Linked DNA regions of Anas platyrhynchos: region 1 is linked to region 2. A link is a contact called in public Hi-C data. All regions are on one chromosome and are shown on one strand. Each heading gives the region's core, a stretch centred on a gene start, on an enhancer-like site or on the middle of the called end of the contact. The rest is flanking DNA. Distances are from core to core; before and after follow the strand shown. Region 1 overlaps UBASH3B (ubiquitin associated and SH3 domain containing B). Region 2 holds the start of UBASH3B (ubiquitin associated and SH3 domain containing B).

The links. Hi-C and Micro-C count contacts between places; a contact is called where the count stands out from the background.
Region 1: a contact with region 2 is called in a Hi-C map of subcutaneous adipose tissue, with 2.6 times the contacts expected there. The contact joins the enhancer-like site here to the promoter of UBASH3B in region 2. A contact is called at or near these places in 5 of 8 Hi-C or Micro-C datasets (F1 follicle, liver, skeletal muscle and 1 more).

Annotation. Positions count from the first base shown.
Region 1 is chr25:7,503,691-7,507,107 of IASCAAS_PekinDuck_T2T, reverse strand. All of the region lies in intron 1 of UBASH3B (ubiquitin associated and SH3 domain containing B), which reads right to left. The region is part of intron 5 of BSX (brain specific homeobox); the gene reads left to right. Among named protein-coding and RNA genes, the nearest start is that of UBASH3B, 33 kb to the right of the region's middle. Within about 2 kb of position 1,752, at least 2 of the 8 cell types and tissues checked have an H3K27ac peak or open chromatin away from gene starts, as enhancers often do. A contact at or near this core is called in subcutaneous adipose tissue, where this site is marked.
Region 2 is chr25:7,470,446-7,473,854 of IASCAAS_PekinDuck_T2T, reverse strand. UBASH3B (ubiquitin associated and SH3 domain containing B) reads right to left here and starts at 1,455. Exons shown (of 14, transcript XM_027444139.3): 1 at 929-1,455. The coding sequence starts at 1,089.

The sequences.
Region 1 (3,417 bases), core at 503-3,002, 33 kb before region 2:
AAAATGTTCTTTCTTTCAGAGGAGAGGCCAGCTGGCAAGCTGCAGGCTGACCACACGACGCTGACAATTATTTTTAAGTGCAGAGAGCGGGGGCCTGGCTGGCTGTGTCTGTTTGGTTTTTTAAGCTGTGTAAGATTTTGAAGGTGGATTTTTTAGCACATGTGCACTAAGTCATTCCCTTAATCCTCTGCTTAGGCAGCTTGTTAAAGCACAAGGAGAGGGAAGTACAGACTCGTAAAAAGTGTCCGGGATAAAGACAGGAATGTAGCAGCCATTTAACATTTTTCAAGAGATACACAGTTTAGAAAGGAAACAGGATATTATTTTCTTTAAAACAATAACAGCACAGCTTTTAAGTGAGGCACAGGCTCGGCCATGCAGTCGCCAGCCACCCCACCAGGTCCCATCGGAGGGACAGGGCTGGCTCGAATCGGTCACACACCGTCACCTCCTGCTAGTCCTAGGGCAGCTCCAGGTACAAAAAGTTGCCCTAAGTTTTCTCCCACCTCAGCTGGGAGATTGAGGAAAGTGCAGCTTTTTGGTGCAGAGCAAGCACTGGGAAAAGGGTGTAGGGATGATAAAGACAGGCAATGGCTGCTGCTCTTAAAGGGTTGCAGAACTGCGAGGCTTAACAAAATAATCAAATACAGAATCAGAAATAATCAGATATTTCGAGTCTAATTCAAAATCATTTGAGAATTTCTATTTGAATCTAAATTCAAATCTAAAGGAAATGAAAATCTAAATGAAACTCAAATCTAAATGAATCTGAATTCAAATAGAAGGTGTTTACAACTGAGTCACATTCAGCAGAGGCTCGTCCCCTTCAAACACCTTGCTTAAATACTCGCCAGGATGCTGCACAATGAGCAAAATGTCATTATTCAAGCACTCTGCGCAGCACAGGGGAGCAGGAACTTTTATCCCAATCCTATTAATACACTTTTAGCTAACCAGGAAGGCGACGTCTTTGTATGGAGCCAAGTTAGAGGTTTGAGTACGCTCAAATGTACCATCTGGAGTTGCAGTGATAGCCAGAAAAGGAAGCAGTTGTCATGCTGATTGGAAATAAATAAGTTCCCTCGCGGTGTTCAAGACAAACACGATGCTTTCTTCTTTCTAACTGCTCTTCCTAAACAGCAACGAGCCGGAGTGAAACAGAGATTTGCAGGGTCTGTTTTCTACATCCCGCTCCTCCCATGGCTGGGGCCTCTTTTCCCCATCCCGGCTGGGTTTTGGGGCAGAGCGTGGATCTGCAGGAGGGGAGGACGGGCCAGGTGGCTGGTGATGGCACATGGTGCTGCTGCTTTGTGAGCACCTGCCTCTCCATCTGTCACCTCGCCTCCCGCTCCGGAGCAGCACAGCTCGCCTTCGGCTGGAAGCACCGGGACCTGCTGCCAAAAAGCTTGGCACGGTGATGGAGAGCACCCCGTACACCCTAATGCATGGAGGTGGGATGCTGAGAGGGAATGAGCTGCCGAATATCACGCAGCAAGTCGTGGAAGGAGGGCATGGTTTTGTTGGGATGCTCTGCTCTGCCCAGGGCTCCCTGCAGAGACGTGTGCTTGCTTTTCTGCCCCCAGTTCCTTCATGCAGTCCCGCTCGACTCCTCTGTACGTAATTTTTTTTTAGTATCATGTCGATCTTTAGGAAGAAGAAAAAAAAAAATGCCACAACTAGCACTTTAAAGTGCCGGTGTTAACATTTTCCAGCTTCTTGGGGTTTCAAAACAGGAAGTTTGGGGGCGGTGCAGTTGCACAATTTGCCAGCAAGCTGCTGTTCTGTGAAGTCGGTGACACTGGGCTGTACCAGGAACTCCAGCCCTGCAGCCACCGAGCCTTCACTTTCTGGGACTAACACTCGGTACGATGCGAGGAGGTTTGGATGTGCTGCTCCCAGGAGTAGGTGGGAGCCTTGTGGTGTCAGCCAGCGGAGAGCTGACACATCCTCTGCAGAGCCAGAGCAAAGCCCAGAGACAAGGGGAAGTTCTCCCAGCCCAACAGAGAGCAGATGGGTGGGGATAATGCAGGCCAACGCCAGCATGGTATAGCTAAAGACTGAAAACCAAGCTTTGAGCTACTCGCTTTGGGTCTTGGGATGAAGCTTGAGATGCAAACTTCTTGCTAGACCAGAGTTCAGGTCTGTGTGTCGTGCACATCCTCAAAGGGGGAGTCTGAAGGTCCTTCTGAACGTGCTGACTTGACAAAACAGAGGTTGGTAGCGTACCAGCCACCTATGTGCAAGCAACAAGCACCCCGATTTTTGTTCAAAGGCAGTGGAGCATCAGCTTGGGGCCTGCAGAGCCAAATTCACTCTTTCAGTCCCTTTCCATCTTGGTAGACGGAGGAAAATACACCACAATTAAACCCCTCTGGGGGCTCCACGGCAAGGCTTCACGGGACCATGTGTAATAAACCCCTAACGATGATCACTGTGTGAGATGGGCTAATTTTCTACTAAAAGGAAAGGCAGCTGTTTTTCTTTTTTTTTCGTGAGCTCTGTCTGATGGGGGGATCCTACCTGTTGTGTGCACCACTGGACCCGCAGCTTTGCTGAGAAGGCAAAGCCCAGGGACAGAAAACGAGAAGTAGATGCCCAGCGAGAAGCTAACCAGAATCCCACACCTAAAATAGCCTCACGCAAAGCAACGAGAAGGAAGTCTAAGAAATTAAGGAAGGTGGAAGGAAGAAGGGTGGGGTGCTGAGATAGTTGGGTTAAAGGCAAAAAGAGACGCTCAAAATAGCCTCCTGCTCTAGACGGCTCTGTTCAGGAATTTTTTAAAGCTCGGTTGTTTTCAATAGCACAACTATTTCACAATGTTTCAAGCAAGTTTTCCTTGCCTGCTGTTTCTTGCCACCAAGGTAGGTCCAAGTCAGGCCACTATTGGGGTGGAAACCCGGGTGAGAAGCCTGAGGTGCTGTAGGACGTGGGGGAAAGGAGGGGTGATGGAGCAGAGAGTGAGGCACACTTGCCACTGACTCAGGGCTGAAACAGCCCCCAGGTGGGGCTGGGAGCACCATGGTGCTCGAGGCTCCATCCTTGGGTGAGACATCACGCAGAGGTCTCCGTCTCTGGCCTCGGAGAGTTTGAAGTGTGCGGTTAAAGCAGTAACTGAGGCTAATGTCAAAGTTTCCATCAGAAAGAAAAAAAAATAGCAAGATCTGGTCTGAATTTCAATGTGGGTAACTGTAGTGGGTCTCAAAACGTGTAGTCCTCAAAACATGTAGTCCCCAGCTAGAGCGAGTCTCTGCTGGATTTCAAGTGAAGCTGTACCTAGCGCTGTGATGGAGGTTTTGGTTTGCCTGTTCAACTTCTTGTTGTCAGAGGAGCAAATTTAGGCAAATGTGGATGCTTTTGAGAGTCCTGCACACCAAAGTAAGGTGGGATACCTGAATCAGAATGAGGTATCGCTGTGTT
Region 2 (3,409 bases), core at 206-2,705:
TTTTCCCTCTAGCTACTCTGAAAGGTGCCCGTCTGTCTCTCCAAACAAGCGCAGAGCGTGAAGCCACCAGGCTCTTACCATCTTCATTTGCAGGCATCATGTATAAAAGTTAAATGTCTGTACGTAACTACAGATCACCGACAGACTTAAGGAGCGTAAGTAGGACAAGGGGAAACACACAGGGGATTTTCTGGATGTGCCAGTGGCAGTCTGACATCTCTCCCTAGACCTGCATGTGCGTGTCCCTGTATTTATGGAAAAACACAGCAGCGAGGCTGAAAAGCCACCGAGTTCTGACTGGTATCAGCAACAAAAGGGAAACTTAGATCAGGAAACCTCCAAATGCCGGCTGGCTGCATTTGCATCCTAAAGCCCACGGTCCCGCTTCAGGAGTCACCACGCTCCAAACTGAACCATTAGGAAGTTACCCGTAGGTTGCTGCCTAATTCATTTCCAGCATAAGCACACGCAGGGCGATTACACCGGGGCATTTCTCAGCTGGACAAGACCAAACCTAATGCTCTGCACTCCTGAAATTCCCTTCTGTCCCCCTTTCTTTCGGAAAGATCAACTCGTGCGTGGATTCAGGAGGATCTCCCGGGTGACCGAGTTTCGCCCCGGCGACAGCACCGAGCGCAGGAACGCCGGGCTTTGATTTCAGCTTGGGGAGGGGAGGGGGGGTGTCCGGAAAATCGCCTTTATGGCGACCCCAGGCTTTGCCGGGGGGGCACCTGCCGCCCCCGGGACCCCGCAACCTCCCCGTGTTCCGTGTCCCCGGGGCGGCTCCGGGAGCGCATCCCCGGCTGTCCCCGGCCCCTTGGAGCCGCGCATCCCCCTCCGCGGCCGCGCATCCCTCAACCACCCCAAAACGAGACGAGAGGAGGGCGGGGGGGGGGAAGAATAAGCAAGAGACCGAGCCGCCACTTACGCCCGGGCTTTGGGGAAGCCCATGGAGAGCAGGATCTCCAGCGACGAGCCATGTTTGATGGTCCCCGCGCGGTGCTGCCGGTTCCGCCGGGGGATGACTTTGCTGTACAGCTCCTCTTTGGCAGCCATGGCGTGCGGGGCGGGCTGCCCGCGCTGGGCCATCACGCAGCCATCGCCACCCGCGCAGGGCCATGCACACCCGCAGCGCCCCGCCGGGGGCCGCGGCCGGGGCAGGGCCGAGGGGCTGAGCCCTCCTCCGCTCTTTTCTCCCTTCCCCTCCGCTCCTCTCCCTTCCCCTCCGCTCCTCTCCCTTCCCCTCCGCTCTTTTCCGCTCCCCTCCGCTCCTCTCCGCGCCCCCGAGCCCCGCCGCCGCCTCCGCCGCCCGTGCGCGCCCCGCGCAAAAGCCGCGCAGAGCCCCCGCGGCCGCTCGGAGGCTCCGCAGGAGGCCCCGAGAACCCCCCCCCCGCCGCCGCCCCCGCTCTTAAAGCCGCCTCCGGGGCGGGCGGGCGCGGCCCCGGCACCGGGCTGGAGCCGGCTGCTGGAGGAGAGCCCCAAAAGGGGGCTTTAAGGGGGGCGCAGCGCAGCCCCCGCTCCCCCTCGGCGCTCCGGGGATGCGCTGGGAGAGGGGCAGGGTGCGCGGCCAGCGAGGTCGCAGCCGGAGCAGGGAGGGGAAGGGCAGGCTGGTGTTGAAAAAAGCAAGGAGGACGCGCACACGAGCCCATGTTTTTGTTTGTTTTGGTGTTTTATTGAAATTTATTTTTTTTATTTTTTTCTAAAGCTCGGCACAGGATTGCCCTAATGGAGGGGAGGTCGGGCACCCTGCACAGCACTGGGGCTCCAGGGGCTCAGTGTGCAGCTTGGCACGGCTTTGAAATGGTAGCACCGGTGGTTAAACTACACCTACTTAGAGGCAAAAGAGTCGCGCTCCAGATTTTCCACCTCCATCCTGCCTTTCTGCATCCTCCTCGGCCCTCTCCAGGCCACCACGCGGAATATATGGCCTGAAAGCTCTCCAGTTGCAGGGCAGGGACTGCTCTGCCCCGGTTAAAGCCCGCCGGGACACAGCTCTGCTCCTCTCCCCGCTGCCCTCCCACACAAAAGCTGCGTGTTCCTCCGGGCTGGGTGGGACTGACGCTGCTGCCTCCCTGGTTGCATTTCGGTTCAGATCACGGGTTGATGTGGTTGAGTTCAAACCCAGGGGTTTACACGTGTGCTCTCCTGGCAAGAGACATCCTCCTGCTCTCGCCTCTCCTTTGTGTGCCTCCTGCCATCCCCTCCTGCCTCTGCTGCAGCACACAGCCCCCTGCCATCCCTCCTTTGGACAGACAAGCACATCACCCCCTCATCTCCCCAGAGCAGGCCCAGCTCGCAGGGCTGTAGAGAACAGCTTGAAATCCCATCCCTGCACATAAATAAAAACAATCAAGAGGCCCCGCTTTAAAACACGGTAGTTTATGTTGGGGAAGGAAGCAATGCTGGCGACGACAAGCCTAGCACCGCGATTATTAGCATCAGGGAAAACAAACAGCCCGCTCCCATTTTGTTGTGTCGGAGGCAGGAACGTTCTCTCGCAGCTCTGGGCTTGTTCCCCTCCTGTGCTGCAGCGGATCTGTGCTCAGGACTTCTTTCTGCTGCCTTCCCCAGAGGTGCAGGGAGGGCAGAGGTCGCTGTGAATTCCCCTGGTGTTGCTGAGACACTTCTTCTTTCCTTTGCCCCCGCTATAAAGTCGGTGGGTGAAAGCAAGGAGCATGCAGCTTCCAAGGACTTTGCCCAGATCCAAACCCCTTTCCTTTAGCTGCTACAGATTTGTATGATCAATTAAAAAAATCACTTTCTACAAGCTAAAGTATTGAAATTCTGTTGGTTGGGCCTGAAGATGAATTGCCACAGGTAACCCCACGGGAAGCATCAGCAATGCTACAAGACACGAGAAGGAAAAGAAATAAGATGTTTGCACACCTAGGCTAGCCGAGTGCATCGCTGTGGTTAGTCCACCAGGTAAAGTTGCTGCACACCTGATGGAAATGGTTTTTTTTTGGGCCTGCTGAGAACCACCTCTGGTCGTTGTGACTTTAGTGAGTGCCTCTGCGTTGGATCTGGCTGAGCTTTTCTGCATTAGAATGCGTTCGGTGAGACAATGCTGCCTCCCACTTTTTTCTTTTTTTTTGATTGAAAGCTGAAAATGAAAGCTGTCTTAGTGATGAAATAGGAAAAAAAGTGAAAAAAAAAGTGGAAAGCAGATTAAAAAAGAGAAACACCTGGAAAATTGAGTTGCAGTCACCTAGAAGAAGAATACTTTGCGTGAAAAAATGGAAAGGCGTGAAAACGCTGTGCATATAAGCAAACTGCAATGTGTGGTTTATTTTAAAATACTGTCAGGTTTTTACACAAGACCTTTTTTTTTCATGTGGCCTTCCCTCTGCTGGCCTGAACCTAGCGATCAGTCTGGGTGCTTAACTGGGTGCTGTTAATCATTTTCCCG